Linked DNA regions of Mus musculus: region 1 is linked to region 2. The links are chromatin contacts, called in public Hi-C maps. All regions are on one chromosome and are shown on one strand. Each heading gives the region's core, a stretch centred on a gene start, on an enhancer-like site or on the middle of the called end of the contact. The rest is flanking DNA. Distances are from core to core; before and after follow the strand shown. Region 1 overlaps Ttll11 (tubulin tyrosine ligase-like family, member 11). Region 2 has its middle 4.1 kb from the start of Gm35260.

What was found. A called contact is a pair of places that touch in the nucleus more often than the background predicts.
Region 1: a Hi-C map of the G1E-ER4 cell line shows a contact between it and region 2, with 4 times the contacts expected there. The contact joins two enhancer-like sites. A contact is called at or near these places in 1 of 15 datasets of contacts at CTCF or cohesin (the G1E-ER4 cell line), 4 of 484 Hi-C or Micro-C datasets (the G1E-ER4 cell line and nephron progenitors) and 4 of 115 datasets of contacts at active chromatin or transcription factors (embryonic stem cells and microglia).

The regions. Positions count from the first base shown.
Region 1 is chr2:35,829,629-35,833,659 of GRCm38.p6, forward strand. All of the region lies in intron 6 of Ttll11 (tubulin tyrosine ligase-like family, member 11), which reads right to left. Among named protein-coding and RNA genes, the nearest start is that of Gm10829, 9.8 kb to the right of the region's middle. Within about 2 kb of position 2,038, at least 90 of the 459 cell types and tissues checked have an H3K27ac peak or open chromatin away from gene starts, as enhancers often do. A contact at or near this core is called in the G1E-ER4 cell line, where this site is marked.
Region 2 is chr2:35,506,794-35,511,083 of GRCm38.p6, forward strand. No RefSeq gene overlaps it. Among named protein-coding and RNA genes, the nearest start is that of Gm35260, 4.1 kb to the left of the region's middle. Within about 2 kb of position 2,083, at least 102 of the 459 cell types and tissues checked have an H3K27ac peak or open chromatin away from gene starts, as enhancers often do. A contact at or near this core is called in the G1E-ER4 cell line, where this site is marked.

The DNA of each region.
Region 1 (4,031 bases), core at 788-3,287, 320 kb after region 2:
GACAACATGATTCACTCACAGCATTCATTCATTCATTCAGTCAGTCATTCTTCCAATTATAATGGAGAACAGAGATTCCAGACATTGATTTGGGTAGAGACAAATTAGATCAACCACAGAAGACTTCATACCTGAAGGCAGTATTGCCAGACAGATCAGCTGACACAACACAGGATAAGCCAGAGGGGTCACAGGGATGGGGAGGACTCGTGGCTCACAGAGAGTATCATGGAAAGTTTCCTAGAGGAGTAAGAGCTGCATGCCAGGCAGGTGGGAAGACAGGAATGCACAGACTCCAGGCAAAGGACCCTGCAAAAGGGAACTGATAGGGGTGCAGGAGGGAAGGTGTGTTTTAGAAGTTCAGGTGATAGGGATGGAGCCTAAGGCATGTGGAAGGGCAATGGGAACAGGGAAGAAGGTCCTGGCAAATACTCCCCACAGGAGCAGAGACATAGCTTGTCTCAGAACTCAGGTACCCAAGAACCTCCCCTTCTGTGTGGAACAGTCTGAAGAAACAGGAGCCAGAGAGAGTCCAGACATGGAAGCTCACCTACTAAGGTCAATGTCCGCATGGGAAACAAGGGCCACCAAGAGCCTTTCAAGCCCTACATATTCTCACTTTACCGACCCTCTAATAAGTGTGCTGAATTGGCTTTCAGATACACTGAAAATTAGAAGGGAGGGGACAGGATATCACAGGCACATGATTTGCAGAGGAGGAAGAAACAGCTTCTAGCCAGAAAACAGAAAAGTAAGAAGAAAATAATCACTCGCAAAAGTCACGCTCTTCGAAGACACTGACAGAGAGCAGTCCCAAACCAGGTTGCGGAATCATCATTCAGACAAAAAGCCCCAAGATGGGTGTGGTGGCGTACACTTGTCCTCCCAGTGCTGAGAAGATGGGTGTAAAGGATGGGATGGAGCCCAGCCTGGATTGCATGGGAAGCCTCTGAAAGAAGAGAGCAGGGAAGAGAGAAAGGGAGGAAGGATGGAAGGGAAAGGAGGAGAAGGAAGAGTAGCAAACTCATGGAATGAGTAAATCTAGTAAGTAAAGATGCTTAGACACGTACACACAAGACCATTTAAAAAACAGAAAATACAAGGGCTCTCAAGTGTTTCTAACAATCAAAGACTCACCATGATGCTAAAAGCCAGTCTTGACCAAACTGAAAGTGCTCATGGATCTGCAGTTGACTGTTGGAAGGTGCTATAGTAATTGCTTAGACCCAACTGTCTTTTGAAAAAGAGAATCCCAGTGTAGGGAAGGGACTTTCCCAGAACCATGGGAAACGAGAGGAACAGAGTCAAAGAGCTGGGCCCAGGTCCTCTGGACCACCCATTCTAGATCATCTGGGAATGGCAGGCTTAGAGGTAGGTCCAAAGTACAGGCTGAGAAGGTTCCAAACACTAAGCTCTAGGTCGTGCCTCATCCTCCAGTGTGAGACCCAGGGCCATATGACCATTCCTGGTTTGTGTGGTTATACTCATTTGAATGGCTCTACAAGCCAGGTGGGGATTACCATGTGATGCACTGGTGCCTGGGACACTAGAGAAGAGAGGAAGAGACATGTCAGGTCCTGGTTGCTAGCAATGACTGCTAGCAACATCCCAGAGCCCTTTGCTGCTGGCCCAACAGTCAGTGAGATTTCCTAAGAGAGACTCTGAGTGGTAAGCAATACAGACAGGATTCTTTCCATGTGCATGCAAAGCCTCAGAGGGGGCTGGCTACATTGCCTACACAATAGAAATTTCAGATACAAAATCAGTACCACATGGTCTCTGTGCTTTGCAGATGCTGAACCTCACTCATAGCAGGTGTCCTGGGGCAGGGGTGGCAGTCAGGGGTGGGGTGGGGTGGAACAACACTTCGCTATTTGGTTTCTGCAAATGCAATTTGGTAAGTCTCTTGCATCATGGTTTTCCCTTGTTGAGAACATCTGGTATTTAGCTCTCACTGGGGCTTATCTACGGCGAGCTTCCAAACACTTCTCTATGTAACATTCTGCCACCCTGTATGTTGGCTTTAGAACCTTCCAGAGCCTTCACAGCTTCCTGTCAGATGAGTGTGGCAGTTTAGAAAGTGGTGCTACCATCACTGTGACTGCAGATAAGAGACCAACCCCAGCCACTTTCTTTAACACACATTTGTCCTCACCACAAAGGGCTGAGGGCTCCCGGAGAGAGTGACACTGAGCTGTCAAGACAGAAATGTTTGCGGAAAACATCTTTTCTGTCCACCCCCTTTTTCTAAAATAATACTTGCCTTATAAGTATTCTAACTATTTCTCTTATAAATGAGCATGTTTTGGGTTACATAGGAAAGAGCCTAGACATCTTTGATTGTCTCGGATATAATGACTGTTTTGATTAACGAGGCAACTTTACAATAGGAAAGAGGCAAACCACAAAATAAAACTCTGGCTAGCGCGTCTTGGTATTTCTGAAGAACGTGTGCCAGACTTGGTTGAGATCCTGAAATGGTCGCATGGGGCTGTGTTTTGTAATGAGGAGGGGAGCAGGTTTTTAAACCAAAAGATAGGTCCTAATTTGTGTATGACAGTAGGACCCTGTGTCCTCAACTCTACCCCTAGGTTCCCCTCAGCTCTACAGTTCAGCCAAAGCAAGCAAGTTCCTTCTGTAAGGGACATTGTCTGGTCTAGGGAAATATGGTACTGGACTCTGAGACTCACTGAAGAATCGTTCAGAACACTTCAGGTCATGTCCTCCAGGGATGTTTGCACATACCAAGAGATGTTCAACCCTCCAGGTTTTCTTCCTGTCCCCCTCACCAGGTGACAATATCATGCTGCTTACAATCCTCCAGTTCCCAGTCACCACGGTGTTCTCGTGTTCTCGCTGCCTTTCTGAGCAGAAGGCTGCTCAGAACTCCTCTCTCTGACCCACAGGCCAAGAAAAGCCTTGCTGTCACTGAGATCTAGATCTCTTCTGGGTCCACAAAGTGGTGGATATCCAGTGACTTTCTTAATTACGTGTATGCTTTAGGTGGGATAAGTTTCAGGCCTTTCTGTGACCTCCTCTGATTACCACGATGATGTTATGGGCAAGAAGTTATTTTCTTTATTTGGTAAACTAGGGATTTGAGGCTCAGAGAAATTAGTAAGATATGCCCAAGATTACAGGCAGAAAACAAAATAAAGAGCCAGGATTCGAGGCTAGCTGTCTCTGCCTCCCATGGTCTTCCTACCGTGCTCTGTAGACTTGGCTGAATTCCTTCCGTGTGTGTAATGTTTGATAAAGACTACATTGAACTGTGACCCGCCGGTCGCCCATTCTGCACTCATCCGGCTCAGCCCAGACAAGCAAGCAGGAGCAGGGGAAGCTTGCCTTCCAGGGCTCGTGATGATTTGTGGCGGGTGGCGTTCCTTCTCTCTTGTTTTTCTTGTGCTTTCCACAGTGTGGGGCCCAGCAGTAAGAATCTGGGAATCTTGCCTCTGAGTTCTGTTTTCTTGGACCAGTCTGACAAGTGATGGAAGTGCTTAGGGACCAGACCCGGCTGAATGAATGACTTCTATAAACTGTCCAGATCCTGCATTGGTGAGAGGACCAGGAGGTGAAGCCAAACCACACAGTCTACCACTGTCTCCTGCACCCTCATCTCTGCCACTTATCAGAGAAAACATAGAGCAGACACTATCTCTTTGAAGGGGTTTGAGTCCTAGAAAATATGAGCTAAATTTTAAGTACAATTTTAATTTTAATGAAAGCTTCAGGGAGTGCTGTTTGTTTGTGTTGCTTATCTTTCATACCTGGTGATTAAGTTAATTTATGCTTAATGGAAGAGGGTATCTCTAATCCCCAGACAGACTGAACATCTGTCTAGGACTGTGTTTCTGGAAGCCGTGAGCTGCTAGAGATGGATGCAATGAGACCAGGGCGTTGCTGAATAGACACCCGAAGGCTGTGCAAGGAGGACCAGGGACATCATCATGTCTGCCCAGTGCTTGTGCTGAAACCAAATCAACGTTCTGAGCATCTCGTCTGTCACTCCTTCAGTATCCTGCCTCCCGCTC
Region 2 (4,290 bases), core at 833-3,332:
GGGTTAGAGGAAGTGATATAAACACATCTATTCACAAGTAATCACCTCCTTCCAGTCTTCTGCCAGAGACCAGGCTAGATCCTAATTAAGGAACAAAGTCACTCTTTCTAGCACTAGACCAGTGCCCTCCCCCTCCCCTCCCCTGCCCAACCCTCACCCTCACCCCTATCCCAGCCAGCCACAGCTCTTTGCAGTGTAAAGGGTTGTCAATCCTTGGGAGCTACTTGCTAGCACACAGTTCCTGGGAGATTTAGAAGGTGCTGTTGGTAGTAGGTGCTTCAACTTTCCATCTCAAAAAACCCCTTGCTGTTGCCTTGGTGACTTCAACTACATAGCATTTGGCAGCATCCGAAGAACACTTTCATGCATTATCTCATTCAGTGTCCTGATGACTCTGAAGCGCATATGATTCCTCTCACTTTGGGGATTAGAAACTGCAGTTCCCAGTCTGAGAAGACTGTGCAGACACCCAGCCTGTTAAGCGGCACAGCTGGAAGTCACTTAGCCGCAGAGGAAGTACCCAGGGTCTGCTGCGCGTAAGCAGCACTTAGCGTGGGCTAAGCGCTTTACAAACCTTATCCAGTGAAGAAGCCTTAGAACTCCTTCCGAAGTGTGCATATTGGCCCCAGGGGATCACGTGACACACCCAGACTCCAGTGACTCAGGAATGTAGTGTTCAGAGTGAGACTCTACTGCTGTCTGTGGTAGAGCAGCCTTGGGAAGCAGGTGAACAGGGCAGTGCCAGGATGTCCTTGAAAACACCCCGGGGATAACCACTTTCCTCCCAGGTGATTGCCTTTTCTTTCTTTTATGTGAGTGTGCTATCTTCAGACACACCAGAAGAGGGCATCAGATCCCATTACAGAGGTTATGAGCCACCATGTGGTTGTTGGGATTTGAACTCAGGACCTCTGGAAGAGCAGTCAGTGCTCCTAACCGCTGAGCCATCTCTCCAACCCCTCATGTGGTGATTTTCACATTTCCTTCTTGTACCTAAGCTATCATTAGTACACTCTGGTATGGAAACAGACAAGATGATTCACTGGGTAAAGACATGGGCCTACATGTCTCATGTCCTGGCTCCAATCTCCAGGAATCGTGTGGTAAACAAATGAAAAAGATTCTTGAGAGTTGTCCTCTGGCTTCCACACATGCTGTGGCACGCACATATCACACACACAAAATAAATAAGAAAAAAACTTAAAAGACAGTCTAGAATGGTTAGGCATCGTGGTTCATGCCTATGATCCTAACGTTTTGGGGGGGCAGGTATGCAGAAGCAGGAGGGTCACCCTAAGCTCGAGGTTAATCAGAGCTCTGTGGGAAGACCCTGTCTCAGAACAAACAAGTTGAGAAAAGACACTGCATTGATAGAGCTTGCTCCCCTGAGGCCTGCTGCTTACTTCCCATGTACCACCCCCCCTCCCCCCCGCCCCTCTAGGTGAGTATCTCTGCAACGGCCAGCAGCAGAGAAGTGATGGTTAGCACTTGCCTCTAGCCATGGAAAGATGGAAAGAACATCATGGCAAACTTAGAACTATCCTCAGGAAGCAGAGGAAACTGCGGCTGGCCATGTTTGATGTGCAGTGGATTAGGCTAGCCCACTCATTGTGCAGTGGACCAGGCTAGCCCAGATGCCTGTCCTGTTCTCCTACGAACTCTTCCAGGACCAGTTTCTTTCTGAGGATGTTTCCCAGGCTGCAAGCTCCTTTGGAAAGTCACCAGAGTCCCCCCAAAAGGACCTCTTGGATCATACTGTCTGTGACTACCCAGGGGTGACATCAGTTATAAAGCACAGCCTTCCCAAATGAATGCTTGGGATGCTCTCAAATGTCACAAGAAGAAGGGGGGAATGGCTACGAGCTTACTTATGTTCGCTTCGGGCAGCTGTGTTTTGCAGGCCCTCTGTGGGGTGTTTTCTGCAGTCCTGAGGGAAAAAGGCTTTGACTTATTCCAGCACAAAACAGCTATTTATAGCCACCAAGCGTGGGAAATGCTGGGCGTGGGACACTTGGTCGACAACCCAGTAAGAATCAGGCTTACAGAAACAGGCCACAGAGACCTGGAGAACACTTGGCAAAGCCTGTGGCCACATGGACTCTGGCCACCCACAGGCATGGACTAGGTACCTTGGAACAAGTTGCAGAGCTGTCCTGACCTCAAATCCCAATGTGTAAAAGAACAGAAATTCCTGCCACATGTGGTTTAAGTAAAGAACAAATGAGATAGTGTAAAAAGAGGATGTTCAGTAATGTCGTGGGTGCTCCGTCTCCATGACTTCTGAGCCCACGGCTTCTCCATTCCTGGATTCAGCCACCCCCCCAGAGCAAATATATTACAAACACCAGAATCACACTGCAGCCACATGTGCAACGATAGCCCCTCTGTAGTGAGCATGGACCAATTTTTTTTTTTTAACCAGGATTTCCTAGACAATACATTTAGTCTCTTAACCCTTTCCTTGTGTTAGGAGTCAAAAGTAAGCTTAAATTATGATTTAAGTAAACAGGGGTGAGGGAAATGCTCAACTTCTGTGGCTGTTTGCCATCTCATCTAAGGGACTGACACACCCACTACTGTTGGCATTCCAGGGAATCCTGGAACCATGGATCTGTGACTGTTGCTGTTATCTACAGTCGATAGGTGAGAAGACTGAGCGGGGGTGGGAGAGGAAGTAGGGAGAGTGACCTTCTCTGACCCCATCTGTTACACAGGTTGATTCTTAGAACCGTGACAGCATTCGCTCCACACACACCCCACCCCCACTCCCCATAGATAAGTACGTTAGCCAGGAAGCAGAAGAACATCTGAGACCCTCAAGCTAGAGTTATAGGCACTTAGGGAACTGAACCCAGGGCCTCCGTATGAGCAGCAAGTGCTCTTAATTGCTGAGACATCTCTCCAGCCTCATCTTTTTACTTAAAAAAAAAAATGTCTTATCTATTCATGTGTGTGTGTGTGTGTGTATGCATGCACACGTGCACGCCCCCCACCCCCAGGTCAGAAGTCAACAGCATCTTCTTCAATTCCAGCATCTTCTTCAATTGCTCTCTGAAGGGCTGGCTCGATAGCAGGCCTGAGCATAGCAAACATGGTGTCTACAGGCTTTTACTTTTCTCTCTCCCTAAAACTGTTAGATTACATTCCTAAAGCTACCCTGGATGAGACAGGCTGACTCCATGACCGGCTTCAAATTGGCAGTTCAGGAGATTAGGCCTAAAAGCCCAGGCTTCAGGCAGCTAGTCAGAAACTGCCCTGCCATCAGAAACTGCCCCACCACCTGACCTGAAGCAAGGGCAATGGGTCAGCAGTTTCCAGGTGGCCTCCACACCCCGGTAATGGAATGTCCTCAGAGATAGCGTAAAACACTTACCCTGGGATTCTCCTAGGGTGCTTTAAATCAGGCCTGCATGCTCACTTCAGAGTCTCTATCTTGGTAATAGGAGACTCCAGCAGGCAGGACTTCTGCAGAATAAAACCCTCTTTGCGTTTATACACTATTTGAGTTCAGTTCATTCCTGAGACAAAACACTAAGGACCAGCAATCAAAATTCATTATTTGGCTAACATGTTCAATCAAGACTTAGCAACTCTCCCTATCACAGACTCCTTTTCTCCTTAAAAAGCCACGAAAAAGCACCTGCTGCTGCTTGGCCATGCCTTTGCCTAATGCAGACACAAACAAGCCTACCCCCTTCGGCCCCCCCCCCCCCAGCCCTCCAGCATAACAAATCTTCTTTGTGCTGAGTTGTACTAAGAAGCTGGTGTTTGGTGGTGTCCTGACCCCCAGGGGCCACCCCACCCCTTACATGTTCCACACTTATTTATTTATTTATTATTTTAAAGACAGGCTTTCTTGTCTTACCAGGTGGCCAGAGATCCTCCTGTCTCTGCTCCCTCACTCAAGCATTGATTGAAATTGATTACAATGTCCACGTGCCGAGTTTTAAAATGTGTCCTCATGCTTGTGTAGAAAGTCCCTTTCTGACTGGGCCATCTCCCCAGCCCCGTCGTGACATTCTTCCTAGTTTTTCTACACACATATGATGATGCCCTTCAATCCAATTCAGCCTATTCATCGGGGCGGCAGTTCATGAGAGGCAGCCTTTAGAAGAATTTCTTTTCTAAGTGTCCCTCTTCCCCTTGTTGGATCAGAGCAGTTTCCTGCCTAGGCCCTCTGGCCCTTCTTGATTACAGCCCTTCCCTTCAGGGAGCCCAGGTCCTCCCCACCAGGCAGAATCTTGCCAATAAAGCCTACACAACTCAGGGGTCCCTCAGGGTTGGGCTCTC